2 separate regions of the Capsicum annuum genome follow, and region 1 is linked to region 2. Evidence: chromatin contacts called from public Hi-C data. All regions are on one chromosome and are shown on one strand. The core of a region is the stretch at or near the end of the contact, and the rest is flanking DNA. Distances in the headings are between cores, read along the strand shown.

What was found. A called contact is a pair of places that touch in the nucleus more often than the background predicts.
Region 1: a Hi-C map of leaf shows a contact between it and region 2, with 3 times the contacts expected there. The contact joins the promoter of LOC107870806 here to the promoter of LOC107870807 in region 2. A contact is called at or near these places in 2 of 5 Hi-C or Micro-C datasets (bud and leaf).

The regions. Positions count from the first base shown.
Region 1 is chr5:128,076,093-128,080,313 of UCD10Xv1.1, forward strand. It overlaps LOC107870806 (ubiquitin receptor RAD23d), which reads left to right and starts at 1,994. Exons shown (of 12, transcript XM_016717454.2): 1 at 1,994-2,389. The coding sequence starts at 2,324.
Region 2 is chr5:127,907,337-127,911,410 of UCD10Xv1.1, forward strand. LOC107870807 (protein COFACTOR ASSEMBLY OF COMPLEX C SUBUNIT B CCB4, chloroplastic) reads right to left here and starts at 1,255. Exons shown (of 9, transcript XM_016717455.2): 1 at 963-1,255; 2 at 462-634. The coding sequence starts at 1,097.

The DNA of each region.
Region 1 (4,221 bases), core at 744-3,243, 170 kb after region 2:
ACACACTATTTGGATGGTGGTTTTTCATTATATGGGATGGTACGATTGCTAAGAGAATCATGTTTGTTTTTATTATTTCTTAAAATATATGGTATGGTGTGATTTAATTTCATGATTTAGTAACCATGAAAACCCGCATTTTATGTAACCACTGATTTGGTGGTATCCTATGGTTTGCTTATTTTTTTTTTTCAATTATTCCCTTGTTTAATATTATATAATCCGATTTTATCCTTTACCCTATATTATTTAACTTCACCTCCTAACTTGACCCCCACCTCACGAGCCACCAATCCTTCCCCCTCGCCCCACTCCGTCAATTTTTTTAAAAATTTCTTTTTTAGAAAATTTAAAATTTTTTTTCTTATCCCACCCCCTATCCTGAACCTAACCCCACCCCTTACAAAACCCCTACCTCATTTTTTTTTTTTTAAAATACATTTTAAAAGAATTTCAAAACTTTTTCTTATCCCACTCTCACGCACCCTACCCCTCCTCCACCACTTACCAACACCTATTCAATTTTTTTTTTAAAGTTTAAAAAAAAATTGTTACCCCACCAGCACTCCTACCAGACCCCCCCCCCCCCCCCCCCCAAAAAAAAAAAAAAGTTTTTAATTTATTTTTGAAAATTAATTTTTTTTCTTACTCCAACCCTACCCTCTATCCCCCACTCCACTACCCCATTCCCTTTTCTTATTTATTTTTATTATTTTGTGTTAAATATATATATTATTTTTATAAAATATTTTTCTATTTGCGTAACGAAAGTACGAAATAATTTGTTTTCCTAGGTTTCTTTTTTGTATTTCATACCAAACACGCTCGTAGAATACACAAATGATGCATTCAAACTTTGTACTTATCGTTGGTGGTCACGTTTCAAAACACCAAAAAGAAATGAAATTTGTTACTATAAAAAATAAATCCGATTACATTTATTTTGATCTAATCTTATATTGATTTTGTTAAATTTATATGAATTTAACAACTTAATATGTTTATATGACATAATTCGTGACAAATTAGCAGGAAGAGAATTATTTTATTAACAAATTGATAAATTTAACATTTATAATAATTAAGAATATTTTAGTAAATTTATCAATTACAATATAATATTATATCAAATAATAAAATTATTATTAAACAATAAAATAATACAATCCATTAAAACATTATATATTATAATATATTATACATTACAATATCATAAAACCATGACAAACCATCATCCAAATGAAGGGTGTATTTGGTATGAAGGAAAACATTTTCTTTTGGTTGGCTTATATGTTTTGGAAAATGTTTTTAAACCAACTTATTTTTCTTAAATTTAAGGAAAATGACTTCCCTTCAAAAAGTAGGAAAAATATTTTTCAAAACTCTCTTTCAACCTCACTTTAAAGTTGAAATGTTCATACAATTCTCAAAAAATAATATCTATATTTTATTAGAAAATTTGAACTTTTCTCTTACCCCTATCCTCCCTCCCCCTTACCAGCCCCCTCTTCCATCTCTCCCCCTCACCCCCAACCTAAAATAAATTAAATTTATTTTTTAAAAAATTTTAATTTTTTCTTCCCCCTTCCCCTTCACTCTCCTATCCCGACTCCCACCACCTAATAATCCCCCTTCCCCCCGCCAATTTTTAAATTTTCTTTTTAACAAAAAAAATTCTAAATCTTTTTTTACCCCACCCTACTACCTATTCTGACACCCCTATCCACCTGCCTACCAACCTCCTTCCCAAAAAGAATTTAATTTTTTAAAATTATTTTTTGAAAAAAGATTCTAAAATGTATTTTTACACTTTAACTAAACACTAAAATATATTTTTTGAATTTTTTTTTTCATTCACCAATCAAATACTAGAAAATATTTTCTATTCACTAACCAAATATAAAAAAAATAAATAATAAATCAACTTATTTTTCAGAAAAACATTTTCTAGCAAAATACTTTCGACGAAAAATATTTTTCTTCATACCAAACACACCCGAAGTGTAAATATATCCTTCCCATATTCCCCTACCCCCAGACCGCCACCCTACCATCTTCCGTATGACAAAAATCTAGCTGGCTGATCCTTGAAAAATCACGGATGACTACCAAATCACCATCCCGTGATTTACACTCGCTTCATATGCGCGTTTGACTCAGGAACTCCGACTCCTTAGATTGTTATTATTAGTAGTATAAAAAGCGACACTCTTTTAACCCCTTTACTTGCACCATACGGTCCTCCTATATTTTTCTTCCTCTTCTTCACCCCCGTTGGGCTATTTCGTTGGCTATCAAATTTTCCGGTGACGTAAGAAGAGATATGAAGATTTTTGTGAAAACTCTTAAAGGTTCTCACTTTGAAATCCATGTCAAAGCTCAAGACACGGTAGTTTTTCGACTTTTTCTTGATTATAAATGTTGTGGATATCCCAATAATTTTTTAAATTCATTTTGTTTTGTCTTTTTTTTGTTCGGAAATTATTGAGTTGAGGTTTGTTTTGATTTGTTGACGTAATTTGTGATGTATTATTAATGATTGATTTAGTCGGTTTATTCTGTAATTTGTGATTAGAATCCTAGTTAGGAGATTTTGAGGTTTGTGTTGAAGCGGTTTTGATTTTGATTTGAGTTATTTGTGTTAGGAGTTGCTGAATTTGTGTTTAATTGGGCATACATAGTGGATTGTCTTTGTCAAAAGTGTGCTCTAGTGTTTAATGAAGTGGATTGAGAATTGTGAGGCCTCAGGCTAAAATCATCCCAACAGAAACAAAAACACTATTTGCACGTTTGGCAATGTTTCATTGTGAAATTTGAAAAAAAATAGTTTTTGTTTTCAAAGTGATAAAAAATGATATTTGACAATTAGAGTTGTCTTTGGCCATGAATACAAATAGGAGTTGGTTTTTTCCATGAATATTTGAATATAAATAGTTGTTGTTTTTGAATGTTTGTGAGTAATTTGGATTGAAAAGTGATAACAACCTACTTTTGTTTTCGAATTCTTGAAAAATTTGGAATTTAACTTTTAGTTGTATTTCGGAATTTTCTGAAATTTTATGGCCAAACGTGTTTATGGGAGCTCAATTCCAAAAAATGTCAAAAATTGACATGGTCAAATGTCCCCTAGGTGATTTATTTTCATCCGTCTCAGCCTTGGTAGATAGAGTTACTTAATAGTGGGAGGTGGACGGTTATCCCGTAGAATTAGTCATTAGTCATGGTGCACATTTTTTAGGTGTTTTAACATTTGGTTGGGCTTTTTTAGTTGGTAGAGACTGCTTGCCAAGATATAGTCAGTTTAAAACCGGGATAAAGGAAGAGGGTGCAATAAGATGAAGGGAAATAGTCAAATTAACAATTATTTGAATTCTAAAGATTAGAGAGGATGGTTGCAGAGGGTCCATTTAGTGGAGTCAGTTTGGAATTAAAGGTGGTTGGGTTGGGTTGGGTTGAGTTGATATACTTTGATGAATCTTCTGAACAATACAGAATAGAGCTATGTTGCTCGGCCACCTTCAAAAACATCAATGGGCGCGTGTTGAATTCTCCAGATTCTTGGAGAATCCGATATGGGTGCGGCATCGAAAATGAAGAGTCTGCGCAACATAGGAATATAGCGGATGGATATCTTACTTAAAGAAAGAAAAGAAAAGAATAGAATAGGTGGATACAAAATATCCGGAGAATCTTTGTAACTTAGTTGGCTTCCGGAATTTTCACCTCGTTGCTGAGGGTTCGCTCCCCACCTTGTAACCCCCGCTAGTTTCCCCTTCCCCTTCCCCTATCCCCAATAGGGTTGGAATTAAGTTGTTGGGTTGATATATTCTTGGAAGCCAATGAAAGACATGGATGGTGTGGTTTTTTCTGAGGGGAGTAAAGAAGTTTTGACTTTTGCTACTATGGTTGAAGTTGCATGACATCCCTGATGAAGCTGTGAAGTTAGAACTGTTTCTGCTAATAAGGTTGAAGATGCACGACATCCTGTTGTAGTTTAGAAATTGGAACAATTTGGAAAACTAACCTTCAGTAGATTTTGTTACTTGTACTTTTTGACTAGTTTCTCACTTTTTAATTTGGTGGAGAAATATTGGTTTATTGTCAGTAATGTCTAGTTTTTGTTCCCTTTTTATCTGTTGACTTTATTGATTATTAGAAACTCAGGTGGTTTCTTCATATCTGTCCAAGTCTTGGTGGATAGAGTTACTCGGTTCTTCTGTT
Region 2 (4,074 bases), core at 5-2,504:
GAGAAATCTCATTTTTAACAAAAACATTAAAGCTACTAAAAATTTCTTGACAAAATATTGAGGAAATGAGATCTCTTATCCTCTTACAAAACGCATAAAAGAAAATGACATTTTCACTTCTCTTATGCATAAAATAGAACATCTCTTTTGTGTAAAAAGTGAACATCTCTTGTAAAAATGCCATAAAACTAAAAATCTTTTGCAAAGGGTTAGAAAACAAGTTCTCTCCAAAATATTCCAGGACACAAATTGCAGCCTGAGGGCGAAATTGTTTTCTAGCCCTTTGTAATTTTTTTTTTTTAATTTTATGGCCTTTTGACAAGAGACCTTTGTTTTTATACCTAAGAGATCTCAAAAGCTCATTTTATTCTATTCATTTAGTAAAAGGGCAAGAGATCTCATTTCCTCCAAAAAAAATCCTCTGTGTAGCAATGAAAAGGAAGAAAAATATAGTAGTTAACCTGCTAGCATCAGCGACGGGAGCAATACCAGAGACAGTGCGATTGAACAAAACAGCCAATAAAGACAATCCACCAACGTAAATTGGCAAACTCCGAACCAAATCATCATTATTCGACACCCAATCAGCTATCCTTTCCCTCCCTGGCCTCGGCCCTTTATACCTATTTTCTCCCTTCATTCAATTTTTTTTCAAATGAGAAGAAACCCACAAACACATTCATAGAACATCCAATAAATAAAGAGTCAATGGTTAAAAATACACTGTTTCAACTTTTGAAATTTCATATCAGGTGTTTGAGTTTCCTCAACTATCACCATCACGGATTATTTATTAAAATACACCTCAATTTTTAATTATTTGAATTTCATACCTGGACTTTTTAGATAAGAAAAATGAATAATGAATGATTTAAATGTGTTTTCATACACAGATGATGAAAATTGGAGTAGAAAACGCAGACATAGTTAATGGTTATACATTAATGTGAAATAGAGAGTACCTGGGAACTTAGAGAAGCATTAACAGTAAGAGTAACAGTAACAGTGCGAGGAAAAGCAGAGAAACGAGGAGAGCGGACAAGTCGTTGTGGCGATTGGTTTAACGGAATGAAACCAAGCAGATTTCCCGCTTCCATTTTTCTGTATGATTCCGTGTTTATAAAAACGGATAATAGCTTGCATCCAATCACAAATAATGATTTTATTATAGAAAAGAGATTTTTTTCACCCTAAATTATCCGTTCACTTAAACAAACTTTCATTTAACATGACATTTAAAAAAAAAAAAAACGTGAATCTGATTTTTTGTACAAAAATGGTTCACTAATATTTATAAAATATACTCTCTCCGTTTCATATTAGTTGGCGCTATGAACTTGGCACACTCATTAAAAAAATATTAATTAGGGGGTTTATTTTACTAAATTAGTCTTATTAATTATGCTTTAAAAATATAAATTTAAGTAAATACATTTTGTTTAGTTATTAATGTTAAGGGTAGTATTGCAAGAACATAATAAAATTCTCTTGATTTCATCAAAGGGACAACTAAATTAAAACAAATATTTCTAGTAAGAGGACCAACTAAAACGAAACAGAGGAAGTATATAGAAAAAATGAAAAAAAACTCTCCTTTCCCCCTCCTTCTAACTCCCACCCCAACCCTAATTTCCCCCCCCCCCCCCTTTCAATGGCCCCCCACCCTATTTCCACCTAATTTTTTCTTCTTCAAGTACCAAATTCATCCTCAACCCCACTCTCACCTCAATTTCTTCTCCTTCAACTATCAAATTCATCACCCTCACCCCAATTTCTCCTCTAACTATCAAATTCGTCACTCCACCCCATCCCTAATTTCTCCTCTTTCAACCTCTTTTTTCCATACCCTCTTTCTATTTATGGGCTTGAAATTAGTTTAAAAGGAATGAAATTAAATTTGAAAAATTAAAAATTATTTTTATGATTTTGAAAAATTAGAATGAAATTGAAATTGAAGTCGTTTTCCGATGAATTTCGTCAGAGATAAAAATGGAGATTGGTTGGGTTGTGTTTTTTAGCAAGGTGGAAGGAGATGAGTAGTGGTCAACAAGTTGTTGTTGTTTTTACGGTGAGAGTAGACTGAAATGAAATTAATTGTTGTTTGCCGGCGGGACCTCGTTTGGTTGATTAGCGGACTTTTAGGTATTTAGTCGTTGGTTTGATGTCAGAATTTGGATTGGTTTGACCGGATTTATCAGTTTGAATTTTTGGTAACTGATTTATGATATTTTCCGATGGAGGTTGAGCTTGATTATCGATTTCAGGTGAGTTTGGGGTGGGGAAAATGGTGGTGTTTGGTCGGTAGCAATGGCATTTTCCGACAGAATTGTGTTGCGATTTTTATTTTCAATGGTTCCACTAAATACCCAAAATTGTACAATGGATTAAAAAAAATGATACATTCTCAGTTTTTTTTATTTCAACAGTATATAATAATTTGTGGCACATGCTTTATTTTTAAGTTATATATATATATTTATTTGTATATATATATATATATATATATAAATATATATTCAAATCATTATCGGACTTTTTAAATTCCCTAGAAATTTACAGATTAATCCATCGTTATTGCTAAACACTGAGAGGATAATCATATACTAGAGGTATAGTAACTTTACAAGATCAAAAGTAAATTACACATTTTTACAAGATCAAAAAATTGGCGGTCATCCGCACAGCTATCCAGATCTATAAAAAACACATTACTTCTACAAGATCGGAAAGCTCGCGGTAATTCGCACGGCTATCAGATCTATAATATTTAAAACACATCTGGAAGAAAATATGAACTTGATATAATTCATCATAATTTACAAACTGTGGAGAAAAATACAATGATCTATGTAACGACTACTTACATGTCTTAAGGAAGAAGTGAGGTTTTCCTTTCGGGAGTCCCCTGAAAGCTAACAGCTACCGCAATGAAGGAATAAAAGACTAATATACACTACACACTAACTTTTTTTTAAAAACAAACTAAGAAACTTTATGAACAAAAGATTTAGAAGACTATTTTTCTCACTCTTGATTTTTCTCTTACTTCTCTCTAGTTATATGTCTTTAAGTCATCCATAATGTGGTATTTATAGACATTTGTGGACTTCAAATCCTAATTCAATGTGCTTGATAAAAACTTTGGCAAGTTGAGTGGGACCCACGGTCACATGACTATGTTTCCACTTTAACTCCCCTCTGTCCATTTTTTTCCCATTTATTCATCTGTTATATCATTGCATACGTCTCTTATTTTGTCTTTTTATAGATATCATCATTGCTTACGTATCCAAATTGTGTAACACTTCTAGAGGTAATGAATTCTGTAAAGGACTATGCAACCCCTCTCTATAAAGCTTTAATGATTTAACAGAGGCATTAGATTATGCCTGCGGAAATCTAGGGCCAAATTATTATATTACTCTTGCTCTAAGACCAGATATAAAAGCAGTTCCCCAATATAATATTAAAAAAGACACAGAAAAAATTATATTTTGTGATCATTGTTCCTCCATGACTGAAGCTTTTAAAAGACTAAATCACGCCAATGGAATTTTAAGACAAGACAATGAAAATCTTATAAATGAAAAAGGACAAATGTCGGAACATATAAGTATTTTACAAGATCGTATAAAGATTCTTCATTATGAATTATCACAACAGACTCAGAAAATTTTTTAGACTCAAATAATCCCAAAAAGTTCTCCATTTTATTCCAAAATGGAAAGACCTACTGTATCGGGTAAAGATACAGCTAGTCCAACTCAAAAGGTAGCTGGTAAAAACTCCTCAAATCCGTTAATGGGTGTGCATTCCCCAATGAATGCAGAAAGACCTACTGTATCGGGTAATGATACAGCTAGTCCAGCTCAAACGGTAGCTGGTAAAGACTCATCAAATCTGTTGATGGCTGACACGTTGCCAAAAAGTGTAGAGAGAATACTCCCAGCCAGTTTCAAGATCACAGGTACCTAGACAACAGACGAAGGAAACTCTTCCAAGACTAAGAAAGGTTTTTTCTTAAGAAAAAAGAAAAATGAAGAAAGAAATATAGAAAAAATAGTAGTAGATTCA